Regions from separate parts of the Anser cygnoides genome. Here regions 2 and 3 are each linked to region 1. Evidence: chromatin contacts called from public Hi-C data. All regions are on one chromosome and are shown on one strand. The core of a region is the stretch at or near the end of the contact, and the rest is flanking DNA. Distances in the headings are between cores, read along the strand shown. Region 1 holds the start of THOC1 (THO complex subunit 1). Region 2 has its middle 21 kb from the start of YES1. Region 3 holds the start of YES1 (YES proto-oncogene 1, Src family tyrosine kinase).

Region 1 (2,692 bases), core at 111-2,610:
ACCTGCAGCTGGCGGAGTGCCACCAGAGCCAGGCGTCCATCCGCACCTCTGTTTTCTGGGCAAACGCTTCCCTCTGCCGGCAGAAAGACGAACGAGCCACACAATAAAACACTTCCAGATGATCTTTGAGGAGTTTTTAATATTTGATTTTAGAATAGTAAATGTAATTAATATTAATAAAATGCAAATAATTACTTGTATTTTCCAATAGCAGAAAAAATTGGTATTTTAGTTTTTCCTACCTACACAAAAGGATTGGGCAGCACCTGTGCTTTTCAGCCAGATACCGGACTGTGTGCTTTGGAGACCTGGGAAACTGCACTGGGGCTCTGCTTTCTTTGGGTTGTCTGAATTATTATAATTATAATTATATAATTAGAATGGTTTGGGTTGGAAGGGACCTCAAAGATCACCCAGTTCCAACCCCCCTGCCATGGGCAGGGACACCTCCCACCAGACCAGGCTGCCCAAAGCCCCATCCAGCCTGGCCTTGAACACCTCCAGGGATGGGGCATCCACAGCTTCTCTGGGCAGCCTGTGCCAGTGCCTCACCACCCTCAAAGTTCAAAGTAATATCAAAGTTCAGTAACTGTGACACTTTCGTTCTCAGACACTCATGCTTTCTGAGAAACATTTAGAAGATCTGTAAGCCAGTGTGTTCTAATATGTTAATTATATCGGTAATAGAACTTTTCCACGTCCATGTCAAGACCTACTGAGCTATATGCTGTATGAATAGTACACTGATTTTCTGGGCATAAAAAAGAATATATGGTTTGTTGTGTTGTTGAAATAACAACGGAGAAATGTTAAAAATAGGGAACTGGTATTGAAACTGGCAGGCAGAAGAAGCAGAGGTCTTCAGAGCTGCTAGACGGAGGTCTTTCCCTTCCACCTGGACAAGCCAAAGAAACACAAATTAAAACACAGGCCAGACCGTTTGTGTCCTTTACTGTGCACAAGGAAAGAAACAGAGAAACAGAAAAGGAAAATGTAGCAAAATGTTTTCTGAGGCTCCTGATGAGCGAGGGACATCGCCGCAGAGCAGGCTGCCTTCAGGGATCTGGCAGCTGCCAGAGGCACTCGTGGTGAAGGGCGAGGTGAGAGACCAAGGCGCTCAGGGCTTCGGTACTGACCTGATCTCCTCACACTGCCCTAGTGATTTAAAAAATAAAAGCAAAGAAGGTGATTAATAAAGGAGAGCTAAGAGGAGAGAAAAGCAACGGTCTGGTTAGGCATATACGGCTCGGACCAACTCAGCAACTTAAACAGGGTATGAAAACGGGCAGCATTTCTTCCATCATGAGGGCAGGAATGAGCAGCACCGAACCAACCGACGCCGCCCCTGCTCGGAAAACGGGCAGCCCTCCCTCCGCGCCGCGCCAACGGCCGCCAACGGCCGCCAACGGCCGCCCGCCCGCCATCGCGTCATCGCGGCGCGCCGCGGAGCGCTGCCGGCCGGAGCCATGTCGCCGCCGCTCTTCAGCCTGCCCGAGGCGCGGATCCGCTTCACCGTGAGCGCCGCGGGAGCCGGCCGGCACCGGGGGGGCGGGACGGGACGGGACGGGACCGGGGGTCGGGGGCCGGCGGCCGGGGGCCGCTGCCATCTTGGGATGGGCCGTGCTGAGGGGGGCGCTGCGGGGGGCCGCGCCTGGCTCTGGAGAGGGCCCGGCTGGGCACCTGAGGTCCTGCGGGCACGACCCTACCCATAACCCGCCTTGAAAAGCGGGGCTGGGGCTTGCACCGAATCCCAAACCACACAAATCCTCCTGCTGAGAGGGTGAGGTTGTGGGGGGCTTGTGAGTGTTGTAGGTACAGCAGCGGGCACAACACAGCGCACCCCTTTGTGCTTCGCTGACACCGTTCAGCCCATAGTTAGCTCTGGTTTGAGGCGTGATCTGCTACCTCACATGACTAATTTGCTAGATATTTATTGTTATTTATCCTACTCTTTCCAAAGGCTCCTTTGTAAATCGATACGTGGTGTGCATTTACATGTAAATCAATACATGGTGTGCAATACACGGTACCTTTGCACTTCTGACCACCATCAGGTGGCAGAAAAAAAAAAAAAAGTGGTCTGGCAGAAACAATCTTGGTAACATTATAGTTTTGTTCTGCTTTTGTAACTTTTGTCTGTTTACACTTTGATAGTCTTCCACCAGAGAGGCCCTGCATAACAAAACTATCAAACCACTGCTGAACGCATTTAACCAGATTCCTGGGAGGTAAGTGGCTGCCACTTGCTTTAAAAGGTTCCCATTTTCAGATCATTTTTATGTGTTCCTAATAATAATGTTATTAACTGATGTGGGATGTTTGTGTTTGCAGTGAAAACGAAAAGAAGTGTACCTTGGATCAAGCTTTTAGAGTTATTGTAGAAGAAGAAATAGTAAGTACTTCAAACTGCTACAGCATATCTCTTGATATAAATCCAACTTTAATCCACTAGTTAGGATATTAATTTAACAGCAGCTTACTGCAGTATTGGGAAATACTGTTTATTAAAAAAACATGAATTATATGAAAGTTATGTAATTAATACGGGTGATTATAGGAGTGTGGTAGGTAGGACAGAATGGCAGTGTTTGGCAGATACCAGCCTATACTGAGAGGTGTTGGTTGACTTGGCCTTTTTCATCAGCTCTTTCTAATGTTTATGTAGGTCTGCTTAGTCTGAAAATTCGAGTTC
Region 2 (2,692 bases), core at 50-2,549, 280 kb before region 1:
TATTACCAGAAATTAGTCCTTCAATAGTCTCTTCTTCAGGCAAAATATCAATAATCAACTGGGTTCTCTTCTATACTGACATAATGCATACAATATTGTTGTTGCTTTGCAGAGTATGTACTTTGAATTTTTTCCACTTTCAGATTCACAGTTTGGTTAGTATTAATAGATGTAAACTCATAAACTGAACTTTCACTGAGATTAGTACAATCTACATGGCTCCAGGCCTTCAGTTTTGGCAGTACCAATGCTACCTTAGCAATGAGTCTCTTGTTAGAAAAGCTCTGTGCAGAAATTGCATGGTACTCACATGATAGCTGTTGAATATGTGTTTGAAATTAAATATCAGGTGTGTTTGCAATTAAACTGTGTAGGGAATCCTCCAGACAAAATGACAGCTGTCAAAATCTAGGCTTTCCCCTACTCTAAGGCAAAGCTTTGGAGGGATGAATTTATTGCAGAAACACTAATAGCCGAGACTAATAGCAATCTGCTGCGCCATAAGTTTGGGACCCTATTCTGATTTTCCTGGAGTACTCTGGTATTTGTTTGTACAGATAATGGAGGAACTGTACGAGACTTTATAGATGCCATTACTTTCTGTATTTCCTTATGAAAAACATTCTACCGAATACTTGTTCAAAATGCACACAGCCCCACATTGGAGGTGTCTGTCTGCAACATAGGTGACACAGACTGAAGCTCCTGGGACTAGAGCACCTCAGAGCTGTAGAGAGCACAGCTGGGGATGTAAGAGTGTAAAAACTGCTGTACCATCTCAGACCAGTGGTCCATCAAACCTGCTTGCCTATCTCAAACAGCAGCTGCTACCAGAAGCTTGGGAAAGAATACAAGAACAGGGCACACATATATTGATGATTTCTCCTCACATACTTACAGCTTCTGGGTATCTGTGGCTTAAGGAATTATTGAGATTTTAAGTGTATCCTCCTTCTGATGTTCTGTCCTTGTTTGACTTTTCCCTGTGAATGTGTCTAATTGCATTTTGAACTGTTTTATACCTTTGACTTCCATTAGATATGTGAACAAGTTTCACAGCTTAATTAGGAGCTGTGCCTAATCAAGTGTCTGTTCTGAACTGGACTATGAGCTTTTTTTCCCCCTTCATCTTGTTTCAAAGGGATCTTTAGTGTGACTAGAATTTCAGTTCAACACTTTTCTGAAACCAGAACTGCTACTTGTTTCATGCCTTTGCTCTTATTCTCTGGTATACAGGGCAATACTAAATTGCCCGCTGTGGATGACAACTGAATTCTTTATCTGCATATTATCAGCACTGTTGACTTGCCCTTCAAACATAAACAAAGAGTTCACAGGCAGCTTGGAGGCTGGGTAGCTCAAAAGCTGGTGCCAGGCTCCCTGCAGACAAACATGCTCAGAATCAAGTGGCAAGCAGGTTTAACTTAAACTACAGCTTTCTTACTGAGTAGGGTGGGAAATAATAGAGCTGACAGTGTCAAGCTTTCCACACCAATCTTGGCTACCCTCCCCTTATCAGGCAAGAGGAAGAGATAAGCTAATTGTTTGATCAGGATTAGCATTATCTGCTACCAGTCTCTAATGTCCGTTTAGAATCAAAAGTCAGTCAGTATTGTAGCTTACAGTATTTATATGTAAATACTTACAAAATATTATTTTGCACTTTAATTACTAGTGTGAAGAAGGGAGCATTGTTATTTCACTTAATTACTATATGATATTTGTCTTTCATATTTGTCTTACATCCATATCGCTGTGTAGCACAGAAACCAAGTGAGTTGATATACCTTATTAGAGGCTGTAGCAGTGCAGAAAAGAACATATCTATATTATGGATTTTTAAACTGATGTAGCAGCATAGCTGCAAACCTACTTTCTTGCCTTGATTGAAGCCAGGCTTGCCCTGAGGTGATCAACTGCAGTATGAATACCTAAATTGCACTGGTTATAATACCATTTTACATGGAGCATTGTGTTTCTCTGTTCACTTTGCTGGTATTATGACCAAAGCACAAAATTCAACACCTTGACAGCAGGCATAGCTTTTGTATTTAAGTCACAAACAATATTTTCCAGTGTTAAGAGTAAACACAATTAATTTGTTTTAAAGAGTTTTTTATTATTATTATTTATTTAAACATCACTTTTGCAAATGTTATATGGCTTTTAAGCTTTTTTTTTCCTCTATTGCTAGTGTTCCCTATAGAAGACCAAGAAAGGGACAATTTTACTCTCACAGAGACTATTTCACTTAACAAAGAAGATTCTGTACTGAAAAAAATGATACCCATTCTACAAAGAGCCAGGAAAAGGACGGAAAGAAGGTGGTTTGGACTGTTGGTAGCTGCCATTGGGATGTTCCTCCTGTGTTCAGTCCCAATCCAGCCAGCAACAGCAATGGCACAGAGCTACCTCTCAGTTTTTACATCAGAGTAATACGTTGTGTCTGCTCTGTTCTGATGAGCCTGCCTCCCTGCAGCACCTACAGGCATTTCTGAGACATGGGAATTCCCTTCTCACAGTTTATAGGGAGTCCTTGGAAGGTCCAGTATTGATGTGGAACCATCTGTGGCTGGGTAGACAAGGATGAGGTGTGAATATGTCTTCCTGATGCATTAGGCCATCCCAGTGTTAATGCTGGCTAGAAGGAAGACCATGGCCGACAGCCACATGGGATGAAATTAAAGAAAAG
Region 3 (2,692 bases), core at 67-2,566, 260 kb before region 1:
CATCCTTGAGGCTGTCATTTTTTCAGATATGCAAGTTCTACCACTGAGATGTAAAATTAACCACATGGCGGTGCTTGCCTGTGTATAGGCAAACGCGACCGATGCTGGAGGTCAGACTGTGTTCCCACCAGTGCTGGGAAGCAGAGACAGACTCAGGCCTCTGCCACTCCGCAAATACTCCTCGGTTAAGTAATTCGCTGTCCAGCTCGATTCATAAAACTCGCTGTTGATTTCTAAATTAAAAATCAATTCTTTATAATGTGATTTAGGCTCCTGACAGGGCAGGAAAATGATAAACTCCACCACGCTAACAGGATTGCATGAATATGATTTATGGTAAGGAGCCTCAAAATCTGAAATGCCTTTTTTTTTTTTTCTTTTTGCTAACTGCCTGCTTAGTGTATTTATGGTCCTGTAAAAGCAAATACATGTATTCTCTTAAATTAAAAATTACAAACGTCTTTACTTTGCATCCCCGCCTAGAGAACAGATCTTGTGTTTTGCTTGCTTTAATGATTAAAACTACACTATTAGATTATCATTGCAGATCAATACAATTACCATTTTATATTCAGCCTGTGAACCAAATAAAGATGCAATAGACACAAACACTATTACAGCACCAAATTTTGCTATTAGCGAGCTGAAAGCAATAAAAGATAATTCTGAGTGATAACCACCAATTTGCCCACGTAAACTTCAATAACTTTGTCTCCTTCGGGTGGTTCGTGTTATTTTTTTTCCCCTTCTTCCTGCAGTCCGTAATTGGGAAGGCTGGATGCGTTGCAGTGACCCTTCTCCTTAAGCCCACCTCGACACAAACCCAACCTTTTTACTTCTTCAGCGTGAAAGGCTGGGGTCCGGAATTGAGGCTGGTGGGAAACCCATGACTCCAGACACCACGGAGCTAAGGGAGAGGACAGTGGGAAACCCTTAAAACCTAACATGAGGGAGCTCAGGGAGCCTTGCTCCCGCCTCGCCGGGCTTTTGGGAGCCACTTGGCGGTGTGGCGGAGGGGAAGGAGCTCACACACCTGAACCGGCGTGAAGCCGGGGGGGCACCAGCCGAGCTCGGGCTGCTCCCTGCTACCCCGGGGGACCCCCCTACGCCCACCCCAGCCCGCGGGGGCCGCCCCGGGGAGCGGGGACGGCTGCCCCCCGCCTCCCCGCCGTCAGGGCAGCGCCGCCACCATGTTGGCTCGGCCGGAGGGGGCCGCGCCGCCGCCATCCCGCGGCGTGGGGGCCGCCCGGCTCCTCCCCGCGGCCTCTGACTCGGGCGGGGAGCCTCGCCCGGAGGCAGCGGCGGGCGAGGCGAGGCCGGGCAAGGCGAGGCGAGGCGAGGCGGAGGAGGGGCCGGCGGTGCCCGGCGGAGAAGCCCGGCCGTAGGGGCGGGGAGTCTCCTCCTCCCGCCGCCAGGCTCCGGCTCCCCGCACGCACCGGAGCGCCCGGCTCCCTCCTCCTCCTCCTCCTCCCGCTCCTCTTCCCTCCTCCCTTCCCCTCCTCCCCCCCTTCCCTCCCCGGGTCGCCGCGGCTCCGGGAGGAGCGGGGGGGGCCCCGCTTCCTTCCCTCTCCCCCCTCCTTCTCCCACCGGCGCCGCCGAGGACAGGCAGGTGAGGACCCGGCCGCGCTCCGCCGCCCCGCGGGGAGAGGCGGCCGCGATGGCGGCGGCGGTGGCGGCGGCCGCAGCGGAGGCGCTAGGCCCCGGCCGCCCTCCCCCGGCCTCTCCCCGCGCCGCGACCCCTTCCTCCGCCCGAAGTTTCTCGCCAACTTTCCTGCCGGGCCCCGCCGGGGCACCGAGCGGGGAGGCGGCGGGGCTGGGGGGGACCGCACCCGGGGGGGGCGAGGAGGCACGGCCCGGGGCCGGCTGCGGCTCCCCGGGGACCCCCGGGGAGGGCTCGGAGCGGGGCCGCGGTCGCTGTGGGGGGGCCTTGGGGCGAGATCCAGGAAACTGGTTTCCGAAGGGGCTGTGCGCGCCTCGGCTTGTTTTATTTTATATATATATATATATATATATGTATGTATGTATTTTTTTTTTCGTTCGGTGTTCTGGTTTGCGTCCCTCCACCTAGCAAGAACACGACTGCTTGAGATTTCTGAGTCATTAATTTGAATATTCAGTCATAACACTTCATCAAACCTCCTCATGTTCCTTACATTTTTTTAATTTTTTTTTTAAAAAAAGCATTAAAAACACACAGGCCCCCATCCCCGCAGACACCGCGTGCAACTTTTCTTGCTGCAGACCCCCAGGCGTGCGGTGAGTGGAGTTATGTGTGCGTCCCTCCAGGCGAAGGGCTAGCAGCGCGTTGCCTCCCTGCCTTACACCCTGCATGGGTTCACTGCGTTTGCTTCAGGATGGTCCCTTCCAGATGTCGGATGCCTACAGAGGCACGAGCCAGTTTGTGTCAGAGAAAGTAGGATATGAATACGAGCGAACCTCGTGATTGCTGAGAAGGTTCGTTCAGGCCTACCTGCTGAATTTGAGCCCAGGCAGAGGCTGGTTGTTAATTAGAAAATAGCTGTATGAATTTACTTTAACTGGCAGGCTAAGACAAACCCAGCTTAAAACCTAGGACGTGTTGCCAAGGAAAGTGTATTGTATTTTTCTTAACAATTCGTCAGCAGCTGAATGAAATTTCAGACAAATTTTGCAAGCAAAATTGACCTTTAGTTGAGGAAGTGAGATACAAAAG

The links. A called contact is a pair of places that touch in the nucleus more often than the background predicts.
Region 2: a Hi-C map of fetal liver shows a contact between it and region 1, with 2.0 times the contacts expected there. The contact joins the enhancer-like site here to the promoter of THOC1 in region 1. A contact is called at or near these places in 5 of 7 Hi-C or Micro-C datasets (fetal liver, granulosa cells and liver).
Region 3: a contact with region 1 is called in a Hi-C map of liver, with 2.3 times the contacts expected there. The contact joins the promoter of YES1 here to the promoter of THOC1 in region 1. A contact is called at or near these places in 3 of 7 Hi-C or Micro-C datasets (granulosa cells and liver).

Annotation. Positions count from the first base shown.
Region 1 is chr2:113,124,633-113,127,324 of Taihu_goose_T2T_genome, forward strand. It overlaps THOC1 (THO complex subunit 1), which reads left to right and starts at 1,361. Exons shown (of 21, transcript XM_048057986.2): 1 at 1,361-1,514; 2 at 2,155-2,228; 3 at 2,332-2,392. The coding sequence starts at 1,467.
Region 2 is chr2:112,841,357-112,844,048 of Taihu_goose_T2T_genome, forward strand. No RefSeq gene overlaps it. Among named protein-coding and RNA genes, the nearest start is that of YES1, 21 kb to the right of the region's middle. Within about 2 kb of position 1,300, at least 1 of the 3 cell types and tissues checked has open chromatin away from gene starts, as enhancers often do. A contact at or near this core is called in fetal liver, where this site is marked.
Region 3 is chr2:112,862,037-112,864,728 of Taihu_goose_T2T_genome, forward strand. YES1 (YES proto-oncogene 1, Src family tyrosine kinase) reads left to right here and starts at 1,317. Exons shown (of 12, transcript XM_048057947.2): 1 at 1,317-1,609.